Linked DNA regions of Dromaius novaehollandiae: region 2 is linked to region 1. A link is a contact called in public Hi-C data. All regions are on one chromosome and are shown on one strand. Each heading gives the region's core, a stretch centred on a gene start, on an enhancer-like site or on the middle of the called end of the contact. The rest is flanking DNA. Distances are from core to core; before and after follow the strand shown.

Region 1 (6,866 bases), core at 3,208-5,707:
TTCTTGCATGTTGCTTCTTGTTATCAGAAGTTGTCAAGTGCCATCCTATGTCACTGCAGGAATAAACATTTAAGAGTGGTCCCTAGAGGATGACTACACCTCCTCCTGCCCCACACTACATGTACAGCCATATACTGCTGCCATCCCAGATTGGTCTGCCTAGTTGAATGTCTAGTCGACAGTGTCTGGCACAGATGCTTCAGGGTATGAGCAACCCCACAAAAGACATTTATAGAATACCCATATCATAGAGGAAATAGCTTCCTAATTCCCTTCAAAGGCAGATTTATCCCTTTAAATGTAGCTTTATGTCCCTTCTAAATGCAGTGTAGCTTTTCGTCTTCTTTCCCTTTCAGTGTTACCTGGTATAACTATGCATGTTCTCCTCTAGATAAATGGGAGAATCGGTCATGCATCAATTCCGTTTGACACAGTATAACACAATTTACCTAAAATCAGGTTCGGATATCATAAACAGAGCCAGAACCTGTAACTGGTTTTGGAACTAATCCTCCATCAGCTTAGATAAGGGTTTTGTTACAATTTAGGCTGCCAGAAAGTGTTTTGTTGCTTGCTTTTTTGACCGAATTCCCCTAAATAATAGTTTACTTGTTAACAGTGGATGCTATGGGAAATCAGAGTGATGGTGGTTTTTTGATATGCTGACACAGGCTTGATGACCTCCCTAGCTCATTAGCAGAAACAATCTTTGAACTTCTGAGTACTCCTCAAGCTGTACTGCCATGCCTTCCAGCTTGGCATTTGGATTTTCTGCATAAAATTGACATACAGTAAGTCTGTAGACCACAAGAGGTGCTATATACATGGTTCACCTAGCCCAGTACTCTGTTTCTGATAGTAAAATACAGTACAAAGCCATCATAGGCACCTCCCATCAAGTGAGTGATAATGAATGGCACCCAGAAATTTTGTCGGTTTCTTCTGGCAAATCTCTGATAATGTCAGCTCCATGCCAAGGCCGGTTCCTGACACCATGTTCAAGAGGCAGCAGCTGAATACACTCCAGTTCTTTGCCTTAATACCTTCAGGGCAGTCACCACACATCATTTCCCACCCGCTGTACAACTTCCTTTCTCATGGAGCAGGAAAGTTTTGACATATCCCAGGCTTGCCTTTAGTCTTAGTGTGCTGTCTGTGATACAGAGTTGCTGAAAACTTTGTCCTGTAGTGCCACTTACTGGACATTTATGCTAGTAAATGCAGCGAACAGCAGCTCTTAGTTTTTGCCAGTTGATGCACCAATTTGAAATAACTAAAAACATAAAAGCGGTAATGTCCAATGTAAATATTATGAATGCAGAAGAGCTTGGGGAAAGTAAATACATAAAGCTCATTTCTTAGATAAGACAGTAGTTGTAGGAGAGCAGAAGTCCTCATATTCTGGTTGGTGTAGGGAAGAGTTTGCCCTATAAATGTCAAGGAATTCTTTCATGTGAAAACACGGTTAAATTCATTCCTAGTTCAGTAAAGACTAAGGTCTGAATTTACATCTGGAGGGCCGCAGGACTCTTATTAATGGAGATGTTAGGAAATAAGAAGACTGAAAGGAATGCTCCCACGGGAGCTAATGTAATGTTTATCTGATGTATACAGCTGTAGTCTCTAGGTACATGTTTTCTGTATATACTATTAATATTTGGACTGTAATATAACCAGCAAGATATTATACTCTTTATGAACATATGAGAAAACACATGCTTGAACTTACAATTGGAGCACTAACCGAGCCCTGTTTGTTTTCATTGTATGCGACTGTCTGTGCAGGAGTCTTTTGAAGATCAGGACTTCTGAAGAATAAAGCTACACTATTAAGCTGCAGATGAATATGCTCGATACCATGTTCTGGGATCCTGCTCTCTCGATTGTTTAAAGCAGAGAACTGGCTGGAGTGCCTGGCAGCCCCGTCCAGCTCGCCCACCTAACTCTGCTTCTTGTGGAGGGCACAGGCAGGAATAGTACAAGCCTGGCTCTCACCTCAGAGAGGAATCAGGATGAAGCCAAAACACACATCTGCATCTTGCAGCTGGAAGATGCTGCTGCATTTTGCTTTTTTAAATGCAGCTTAAAATGTTTGTAACAGGAAGATTAGTGGGGATGAAGGAACACATGTAGTCAGAGGTTAGACATTCCCTGTGAATACCCATATTCACCCATTTGCCCAGTTCTGTAGCTTGTGAGCAATTGTTCTGTGGTTGTTGGTCAGAGCCCCCTCAAGATTTCACAGGGTTCATGGCAAAAATTCGATTTGGTTTCTCACCAATGAGAGGAATGACTAGTCCAGTGAAAGAGAGGCAATAGAGCCATTCAATACCATCTGCACTGAATCTAGAGAACGTGATTATCTCTGAGAGTGAATGTGTCCATCATAAATAGCTTTTCATTTTGCAACTCAGAGAATCTAGATACTAATATATCTCACATTAAAGAGCCTGCAAGCAGAATTTCTCTTGTGACAGTGCAGAAAAGATCAGGAGGGGTTTAATGCAGATTTACAAGTTTTAATGTCTTTGGCATATAACAGGATCAAGAGGCAGAAGACATGAATCCTTAGAATATAAGCAACATACCACTGTATCAGTTATGCACACTGGCAACTAATTTGTTTCAATGCACAATATTTAGCTATACCCATTTTCTATATGAGATGTCTTTCCTGTTCAGTCACTGAGATGTTTTTAGCAGCAAGTGTTAGGGCTGGATATCTTCAAAGGTGCATTCAGAATTTGATTTGTCAGTGGTCATGGAGCCTGGGATCTGTCTGACAACATTAAAAAGCAGCAAAGTACATACATTTTGTATAAAATTCAATGTGCAAGAAAAATGCAATGCATGGGTATCAAGGCAAGCCTTTTCTTTTTCATGATGCAAGCTCACCCTGGAATATCTGTACCTTCACCTATTGTATTTATATTCCCAAGTATGATCTAAGCACTAGAGCCCCAGCTGGCAACGGATGTGTGGACATCTGAGATTTGATCTGTCTGTGTCAGAATGAAAGTCAAAGGATCAAGTGATACTAGGAGTCACTGCCACAGTTTTCAGCAGGTACGAAAATGCTTCTACAAAGCAAGAACTTCATGCAAAAAACATGCTTGGGTTTATATACATACAAAATGGGAAGAGAGACTGCTGGAAGTTTATTCCTAGCTTGCAAGTTAGGCCTCAAACCTAAATTGTGAGTGTAATAGGTGCACAGGGGTTTCCAATCAAGCTTGGGGTGTCCTACAGCTTCTCCTACAGGCAGACCGTCAACAGCTGGAAAATAGCATAACCCTAGGGGTAACCCCCAAAACATTAATTCCCCTGTGGAAAAAGAAGTATTTTCAAAATTTACAACAGAAATCTTTAACTTTTAATTGAAAAATATGTAGTGAATTTTCTAGCTAAAAGCTGAAAACAAAATCCAGCCTACAAGATTACATTCCTACGCAAAAAGCATTAAGAAATCCAGTTTTTCACAGTTCAGTTTCAACAGCAAAAATGTCACCGGCTCTGCCCCAAACACTATCAATAAACACATCTACAGGCCTCCAGAAACGTTTAACCGCTGATTCTTGAAAAGCGTGTAAGGGATCCCGTCCGCGTGGTCATTAGGAAGCGGGGTTGGAGAGCGCGTAGGAGCGGCGTAACCGGGTACTATTTTTCAAAAATCTCGAACGATCGCACGTCCAACCTCCAACAGAAAAGCAACAAGATTCTGTGACGATATAACGCGGAGCGGCCACAATTGCTAAATGGAATGAAATGCTCTGAAACCCCTTCCTCGGCCTGGCTTTAACAAAACCAAAGATCCGTGTTTTTTTTTTTTTTTAAGGCACCATATGCAAGAAAGCTCCCATCATTCGGAGCGGATTTTGTAAGAAGGCAGTATTTTATTACCACTGACTCCTTTTCAGGATTAGGGCCTGAGAGCACACTGTTTTCCTAAGGGTCATTTCACTGCGGCTTCCTGCGAGCGTTTCCCTGCTGCTGCTTGTTTCCTGCGCTCCTTATTAAAGCAGGTGTCATGAGAACGAGCAAGTAAGTAAAAACCCGACTTTACTGGCACAGTTGCCTTTGGTCCACTGCTTTTTTGGGGTTCGAAGTCCCATAAGTCGGACTGACGACCCAATTTAGCCACGACCCAAATACCGCCAGCGCGGCACAGAGGGGGCCGGTAACCGCGAGCTTTTCCCTTCCTCAGATGTAAAAGTGGCTTCACAGCCTGAGCTGCTCTGAAGTTTTGGGGCACGAGCTGCGGAAACCGGGGCGCAGGCAGGCGCCGGGCCTGGAAGCGTCGCCCCCCTTCACGTCCAAGATTCGCCCAAAATGGAGTCGTAGCCGCAGCTCCGGCCACGGGCGGGCTCCGCGGCGCCCGGCAGCACCGGCGGGCGCAGGCCCGCTGCCTCAGGGCGTCCCGGCCGGGCCCCCAGGCCTCGTGGCGGCGGGGAGCTGCCGCGGCGCGGCCCGGCCCCCGGGGGCGGAGCGGGGCGGAGCGGGGCGGCCCGCTCGCCCCCCGGCCCGCGGCGGCGCCCAGCCTCTTCCGGGCAGCGCGGAGCGGCCGCGGTGAGTAGCGCCGGGGCCCGGCCCCCGCCATCCCCCAACCCCCGGCCCCGGTGCGCTGCGGCGCGTGTCACCCCCGGCCGCGGCCCAGGCCCTGGGGCACCCCGGTGCCCCGGCCCGTAGCCCGATTTCTCCATGGGGGCACAGGCCCGGGGGTCACCTCGGCCCCCTCCATAGGGGCCCAGGCCCCGTGTCACCCCCTGTCCCCTCCACAGGTGCAGACCTTGCATCACCTCTGTCCCCTCCGTAGGGCCCCAGGCCCTGTGTCACCCCCCATCCCCTCCATAGGGCCCCAGACTCTGTGTCACCCCCTGTCCCTTCCATAGTGGCACAGACCCTGTGTCACCCCCTTCCCCCCACTCCATAGTGGCACAGACCCTGTGTCACCCCCGTCCCCTCCATAGGGGTCCAGACCCCATGTCACCCCCATCCCCTCCATAGGGTCACAGACCCTGTGTCACCCCCATCCCCCTCTCTGTAGGGGCCCAGACCCCATGTCACCCCCATCCCCTCCATAGGGACCCAGACCCTGTGTCACCCCATCCCCTCTGCTGAGGCCCAAACCTGTGTCACCCTCCATCGCCTCCGTAGGGGCTGAGGCCCGGGGTCCCCCCCATCCTTCCCAGCCCCTGGGCGGTGGTGATCACCCCCTTTCCTAGGGATATTCTGTCATTGCGCTTATCACGTGCGTTAGACAGGTGACTGGGGGCTGCCACAGCCTTTCCCCCTGCCGTCCTCTCTCCGCAAATGACAGCTCCCTGCCTTCCCACCGTCTCCAAAACCCCCTCCCGAAATTGCGCCCTGACCAACAGTCGTCCTCGCAGCTCGGCGTGTGACCCGAGGGTGGCGGATCACAGCCAGGGCACGCGTAACGGTGCCTGCAGGGAGCGAGCCTCGCTGTGCTGGGCTGTCATCTTTTCCCGGGGAAGAACACACCTTGTACCTTGGAGGTCAGCCATCCACTAACCAGAGGTGGGGGGGTAATTATGCATATTGATTTTTTTCTTTACTGAGTTATAAAAAATTGAGGGTAATTGTAATGATGGGTATTGAGAGGGTAGGGGGCAGTGACGACTGGCTTTGCGCCAAAGTACAAATAAAGCATCTCCTGTTCGGATCCTATCAGGAAAAGAGGTATTATATAGGGAAAAACTACAGGAGAGGACCATGAACGTGTTTGGATAGAGCCAGATAATCCTACTTAAGTTTACCTTGGGTTTTAAAAAATAAGGAGCAGAAAAAAGTCTGAAGCAATCAGGAATAAAATAAAATAAGAGCTTGAAATAACCCCTTTTAGCAAAGAAAGTGTTTTTCCTTAGTGAAGAGGAGAGGTAAATGTGTAATGGGTGATGTGTGTCTGTGTGATATACCTCATGAGATGAGAGCGGTGATAGAAGAGATGGCAGATTGAAAGCACACACTGCTGAGTTGGCTGCTGCAACCTCTAACATCTGGAGGTAGCTTTAATGCAGAATGATGAAATCCCTCTTTAAGTTACACACCAAAGATGGCTGCTGTTCTGAGGAGACAGACCCAGCAGCAGACACTATCCATTTAACACAGACTATTGCTTTTGTTGCTAGGCTACAAACAGGACGTACATTTATAAGCAAAAAAGTATCTTGTAGTGTTACCATGATTTGCATTAGCCAGCATTCAGTTTGTTTTTGTTAATGCAGTAGGAAAAAAGCATATTGCAGACAAAGATTTTTTTGATTTAAATAGATATTTACTGGTGGAAGCTGCTTTGAGGAAGGAAAACTTGGCAAGTGGCTCTGTTAACATTTGGTGCAAGTATGTTGCATCATACTTCCCCCAGTCATCAGCTGTGCTACTTCTTTCAAACTGAGGTAGCAAGCAGTGCAAATAGAGGAATACCGTTGCTTAATGACTCCAGTAAGTCTGATATGTGCTGTTTTGCCATCACGTGAAAATGCTTTATTCCCCTAAAAAATCTATTAGTGCTTCTCATTTAAACTAATTATACTGGTTTGATTGACATTCCTGGAGAATGCATTGTATACTTTTCTTTGCCAGAACAATTGAAATATGGGTTAAAGCTGGGTTTGCCTTCTCACTGTCGCCTTGCCAATGTGTTGTAGTTTTAAAGTAGAATAGGTCACCTTTTCGAGCAGAGCGGGGTGGTGGATATTTCTACTGGAAAGGAAAAATCTGAGTTTTTTTCAGGCAGAGAAGCCCCCAAAAGAGCCAATGTTTTATTTAAGGAACAAAAAGGCCTAACAGGATTCTTAAGTATTTCTCTGTCAAAGCACCATAGAAGATGCTTCAAAAGAACTGAGCTG
Region 2 (6,866 bases), core at 2,939-5,438, 430 kb before region 1:
AGAAGCTTGTGGAATTAAGAACTAGGCTAACAGCATGGAGAAAAGGTAGGTGATTTTAAGTCTTCTCTTTCTGGAGTGTATAAATTAGGTTCCCCACAGGCATCCCTGCTAGAAAAAATTCTCTGTCATACATAGATACTAGAGTTAGAGTAAGCTATCTGCTATGAAACAGTAGCAATTTAGCTTGGGGTAAATTAACTGAGATAAAATGCCAGCCCTTTGCAAGCCAATTGAAATCTCTTGCTGCATCTTACACCAGAAATTAATTTTGAGTACTTATTTATTTTCCAGAACCAAATCTGTAGGTAGTTGTCGCAACATTGCAACAGGTTTCTTGGCACTGAATGCAAGAGGGGTACAAATATGGTGAATTCAAAGTCAGTGCAATGAATACCTCATCCTATACTGAGCTAGTGCTGATCCAAAGACTTCTCTCCACTCAGGCTCAAAACACTGTGCAGCTGAGTCCCCCTGACAATGTAAACACTCCTTAGCTTCATCTGGCATGCAGGCAGGGAAAATAATGTTTTGATTTTTGTACATGATCATCTTAAGCACTTTGAGGAATAAAGTGCAATCTGGATAGCAAAAGCAACATACAAAAAAATCAAATGACTGTAACTGAGTTATAATCATGGAAAACACTGTCAGATTTTAGAAAATTGCTTGTACTGTCTGAATCAGTCTGCTGTTCTTGACATGTGATAAATGAAATGACATTTCCTATTCTATAATCCATTATTCATCAAAGACCAGTATGTAATGAAAATAGAAGTACAAACATCTGTTTTTGAGTTAGATCTTTCTGGAGATCTAATTCCTCTGAAGAACTTAAAACCAGAAGTCAAACATCATAAATAATTAGACAAGGGTGTTGAAAATTACAGCAGAGTCAGGAATATCTCCAATGCCTTTTTATGCATCTTTGATTTTCCTTTCATGGGAAAACACTGGCTTCCAGTTAAGAAGAACGTTATATAACATAAGCAGCTGCTCTGACCCACTTGTAATTCCCAAACACACTAATAGTTAAGTTGCTCAGTCAGTTGTCTCTGCTTCTGTACGCTCTGCTAGTGACAAATAAAAGGCAGTTGCACAGAGGAAGAGGACTGTGATATTAAATACAGTTTGTCATCTGAAAATGTACCTCTGTGAACGGACTATAGGGTGACTAACTCACACTTCCGTGTCTCACTTTTAAACATTTGTGCGACAATAAATTAATTCTGCCTGAGTGTCCACGGTAACCTGCAGCTATCAAAAGAGTAGTAATCTCCATGCTCTGCATCATATTTCTACACCTCTCCGAAGCTGAAATATAGGGGATAAGGGCAACAGAATGCATTAACTCACAAGGAAACAGCTTCAACCGCAGTATTTTTAATAGACTAATATAAGGACGAGATGTAATTGACTAGATTTTGCCTTCACTTACATCTATAAATACATGTGGTTTCATAAGAGAGAGCAGAACGCAGGCTTGTCTTGTAAATATTTGGAGTGTACATTATACCATATGACAGCAATTCATGTGTGACTCACCACTTGTCCTTTTGAATAGGTGATTTGGAAGATGATGAGACCAGTCCCTTTTCATTATAGTTATGAGAAAAAGGACTTGTGGTATTCTACACTAATGACTCAAACCCCCATATCCCACGACAGCAAGATTGCAAGGGTGTGGATATATTTAGTTACACTGTATTTTTATGAGGTGATATCTCTTCTTCCTCATGTGCCATGCAGATCATAAAGAGCTTTATTTTGTCACTTAATGTGACACCAAGGCAAGTCAAGCCTCCAACAATTCAACTGTCACGATAATTAACTTCTGTTTTACTCATTTTATTCAGCAGAGGGAGCCTGAGTCTACAACAAACAGCCGACCGGCTTCACTTTGACATGTTCTCTCCAGCTTGTCATCGTTAGCACACCTCACTGCCACGGATATTTGCAGGTAAATGAGGAGAGAAATCGTGGTACTTGGGAACAAGGAGTCTGTGTTGGGTTTAAGTCAAAGAACAGCCCAAGATGGGGAGGGGGGGTGGTGAAACCATGTGAAAGTCGGCTTTGTACTGAGACTTAGAGCCAGCGCAGGGTGAAAGCAGTGCGAGTCTGTAGCTGAAGGACTGCTCCAAATTGTGTCGGCTGCAGGGTGGCATTAGGGGAGCACGGACGCACCCTCCCTTCTGCTCTGCCTTTGCCTGCCTGGGGCACACACTGCTCCTGCTCCCAGCTTGACTGCTCGTCTCTGTGCCACCCCTCGGAGACCAGCACAAGGCTCAGGGCTGAGGATCTAGCTCCACACCTTCCCCAGCAGGATCCTGCATGGAGCAGGAGGAGGGTCCCCAGCCATGCTGAGAGAGGGGGCACAGGGCATGAAGCTATCTAAAAAGCAGGGTTTTTTAGGGAGCAATTCTGGCAATGCATCTGTGCAGTAGGTTTGTCCTACCAAGCACCTGTGAAGCATTCACACCATCCTGGGAAAGCAGGTGGGAGAAGAGCTGCCACAGCAAGTGCTACATAGATGCTCACTCGGCTGAACCGCTGGCTGCTCTGCACTGACTCATCCTCTCTGGCTGGCTTGGCCTATAGAGTTTAGCAAATAGATTTCTGCTTCACCCACAGAGAATAAAACATCAAGTTCCCCTCGCAAGTCTCATCAAAATCGCGTAGGTCATTTATATCTCATGCCCCTTTGGAAGATGGTTGGCAATCATCCCTTGTAGTGGTCAGTAACTGAACAAGGTGCTTCAGGGTTGCCATTGCAGTGTGAAAACATTGGCCTGAGAGTTTTAATGTTTATAAACATAACAGGATGCAATTAGCACTTGTAACTCATCCCTAAGATAACTGAGAATGGGAACACACGTTTCAGAAGAGAAATTTGAGCATGTAGTTATTAAAATGGCTTAAATAAGAACATATGTTGGAAGAATCAGAAGGAAAACCCATAAGGTTGGATTTTCAGACCTTTATCCTACACACTAGAGAAGAAGTTATCTGATTTTATTCCTCTAATAGTCCATGATCCATGGGAAAATACTTCTATAAAGCAGCCATCAACTAATTAATAACTTTCTGGCTATAGTTGCCTACTTCTAATCCATCTTTTCGCACACATTCAAATAGGTTAAGGCAGCATAATTCTAACCTCAGATCCACTTGATGGGCAGCTCATTTGTTGTGACGGAAGAGGCCTTGAAGAACTGCCTGCTACCCACTTACTTTCAAGGTAAATGACACAAACTGCAAATCAAGGATACCATTAAGAGCTGCCCTTATAAAGCAAGGGTTTGGTTCAGGGCTGTCTGATTGAGTATGCATTGGATCAGGCCCAGATTGCAATCTGTTTGCATATTTCCCAAACAAATGCCGGTATGTAAAATGCCCATGAATGCAAATGTGTTGTTTTGTTTTGTTTTTTTTAATTTGTATAATTTAACAGAGGGTGGCTTAAAAATGAATGCCCACAATAGGATTATACAATATTCTCAGGGGTTCAAACAAGTTGCTGTCTGCCTAAGGGAAGACTAATCTAATGATTAAAGCGTAACCTCCAGAGAGGAGGAAATCATAGCTGTATTCCTCAAATGGCCACATATTTGTGAAGTCACCAAACTTTCCACACCTCTGCCCTCCGAACAGGGACAGATCCTCTTTGCCCCACATCACCAGCACATTTGTGTATGTGTGTTGACTTCAGAGCAACATGAGTGAAGTGGTGTTGAACAGCAAACTACCTTCTGACTTGGTTCCATATATGCATTTACTTTTGTGCCATGGATAGAACAGTACCCAGTGCACATATGTCTTTGCTTATAGCATAAATTTCTTACCCCTTCCATGCCTTTCCTTCCCTTCCCCCACTGCTCTCTCTTTTCTTAGGCATTCATAGTTATCATTCCCAAGAATATCTGAAACAACAGGATGGCATCACCCTACAGCTCCCCCTTTCCCGGACTCTCTCGAGAAGCTGCGTGTCATATTGTCAGTGTTTTATATATTTACACCAACAGAGGAGGCCTGGGATGTGGGCTTTTTCGTTTATATGAGTCTCACCGCCACAGGGGGTATTTAACTTTCTGCCCTGGTTGCTGTAATTCTCTCTCCAGTGGATATACAGTTCAGATCAGGTTCCTATTGCTGTGATGACAGGCATTCAGCAGGCACTGTAATTGCAGAGTTAAAACAGCTCATTTTCTTACTGGCAAGCTGTAGTTAAAGAGGTGCTAGGAGGCAGCCTGGCTGTCTGCAGAGAAACTGATCAAAGCACTGAAAGGCATCTGGCTTGTCTCTGTTTTCTTTCACCACCCCCCTTGCTGATGGAGGGGAAAAAAAGAGAGAATGAGAGAAAAGGAGAAAAAAAAGAGAAAGGAAAAAAAAAGAATGAAAAAACCTACTAAAAAAGGAATTTATGAAAATGAATACTTGCCCCTTTCCTGAGGGTAAAAGGCAGTGTCTTATTAGAGAAATTAAACATATTTGAGTTTGGTTATTTTTTTAACTCTTCAGTTTTTTTTTTAATGAGAAAATTGGGGCTTGTGAATGCTCATTTATGTCTATTTCCATTAGTCTTTTCCTGAAAGATAGCTTAACTGTCAGGTAGCACTTTTCACACTGGAGGGAATTCCTAAAGGATAGCAAACTTTCCCCATCTCTATATCAATTTCATTCTTCATTATCAGACTCAGCTTTTTCCCCTTCTGACCTCTACCCTTCCCTGAAGGACATATTGCTATAGCCAGAATGCAAGGGACAATTGGATTCTGTACCCTGGATTAATTAAAAAAGCAAAAATGAAACACATTCTTGCTTTCCTTTAATTGTTCTAATTTACTCCAATTCTTCCTGTCATAAATTCCAGCAAATCACAAAGGAAAAGGTAGAGTTGACAAACCACTTGAGCTGTTCATTTGAAGGATAAAAGAAGGAAAAAACTCTAAAAGCAGGGGAAGAAATCTATCAAATAAATTGAGATCAAGGATCCAAAAGCTACTGACAAGTCAATCAAAACATTTTCCCAGTGAGGTAAAGGAGATCCCAGGCAAGAATTGGCTCTGTCTCCAAATAAGAAAAGAGACATTCCATCTTGGGGAAAAGTACCATTCAAGTGAAAATAACTGAAATGTGGGAATCACTTTCTATGAGACAAAGGAATTAAAGATTATCAGGACAGTAAGAGCTAGCAGCTGAGGGAAATCCAGTCTCCTCCAGCAGTTCTGCTAAGTTCCTGCTTATGAAGGCTTTGAAAGGAAAATGCATGGAACATGATCCATTACATACTATTCGACAACATTTTTCAGCCAGGTTTCCAGGCTAGCACAGTGCAAAAGCAGCAGTATTTCTGCTGTCTCTTTTGAGCCTTCAGTCATTAGAAACTCATCAGGGAGAGGGTTCATTCTCGCTTTTGCTCCCCTTGCACTTCATTTTTTTTCATTCACTATCTCCTGACAGTGACACCACCATCTTCCCATGGACAAAAGAGGATTTCAGAGTCTTCGAAAGAAGAAAACAAACTTGGTAACTCAACAAGGAGCCTAGACAGGCAATGTTGCAAATTAAGTTGAAAGAGGCCCAGTTACTGCACCATTATTTGATTTCCCCTTCTCTAATCCCTTGCTTGTAATTAGCATAATTTATTAACATATTAGAGCCATGCATGTGAACCCTCTTTATAGTTGCTGAGTGCTCCCTGAGGCTGCCTAGTGAAAGCTTTTCCCCACTGTTTAATAATATGTTACATAAGGAAAACCAGCTTCTGATATCATTTAAATTATGACTTTCCTTTCTGCCTCTGAACACTCATTTCCTTTAAATGAGGTTAATTTCCTTAAAGAATGAAAATCCTCCGATTTCAGTTTTCCATTCATTAGACCCCCTTAGTTCAACATGAAAAAGTCACGCGGCCAAGAGGGGGAAAAAAAAAAAAAAAAAAACTCCCATTGAACTTCAAACACAACCACCCTGAGAAGGGGCTTTCTGTGATCCTGGCCAGTCCTCTCCTTTCTGGCCAGAGAAGGGCAGTATGCAGGCTGTTAGGAGATCGAGATGGACAAGCCACTAGTTTCTCCTCTCCAGCATGTAAGGTCCTCTGAATGTTAAGGGCACTTACAGAGGCACAAACACACAGGGCTCCTCTGGTGGGTCACACAATGATTTAATGGGCCAACAGCCAAACATAGATTTCTTCGTATCTCCCCCAGACATTTTCTTTCCTTGACATTAATCTGGTGCTGATACACAGGGAGAAGGAAGGGCTAGCAGAGCTGTCCCCATCCCCTCCATCACTATCTCTGCCTGATGTGGGTCCATTTCTGTGCTGCAGGACATACCCATAGCCACAAGACTGCACAGCCCTTGACCACTTAAATCTGACGTTCATCGTCACTCCTCGCTCTCCTGTATTAAGCTTACTGCTCACATCGCTCACAGATCACCCCTTCAGCTCTTTATCATTGTTTTTTTTCTTGCCTTTATTCTTCCAGTTTTTCTGCAGCTCTGTGGCACTGTGATAGCCCAAACCAAATGCAGTTTCAGGAGATGTCCCAAAACATCTGTTGAAATATGGCATTTCCTGTGAGCTCCTCCACGCTCTGGACAGAAAGGTAAATGCGTTTTCTTCTTGAATGCTGGCTCAGGAGTTAACTAGCCCTAAATACATGGCCAAGTACTAACTAAGCAGAAGACGTGCCCAAGAGAGGCAAACGGTGCAGTAATTTTTGAAGTACTAGCCAAAAGTTGGTTTTCTGCTCCTCCACGGACTGCTTGTGTGATGTTTGGCTCACCCATTATATAAGTGCTTGACTCTAGCCGAGTTCAACAAGAGTTAGCTGCTAATACCTTTGAGGATTTGGGCCTCTGTT

What was found. A called contact is a pair of places that touch in the nucleus more often than the background predicts.
Region 2: a Hi-C map of liver shows a contact between it and region 1, with 11 times the contacts expected there. The contact joins the enhancer-like site here to the promoter of SFXN1 in region 1. A contact is called at or near these places in 2 of 4 Hi-C or Micro-C datasets (brain and liver).

What each region holds. Positions count from the first base shown.
Region 1 is chr15:14,627,779-14,634,644 of bDroNov1.hap1, reverse strand. It overlaps SFXN1 (sideroflexin 1), which reads left to right and starts at 4,457. Exons shown (of 12, transcript XM_064521012.1): 1 at 4,457-4,566; 2 at 5,388-5,543.
Region 2 is chr15:15,059,708-15,066,573 of bDroNov1.hap1, reverse strand. No RefSeq gene overlaps it. Among named protein-coding and RNA genes, the nearest start is that of MSX2, 130 kb to the right of the region's middle. Within about 2 kb of position 4,188, at least 1 of the 2 cell types and tissues checked has open chromatin away from gene starts, as enhancers often do.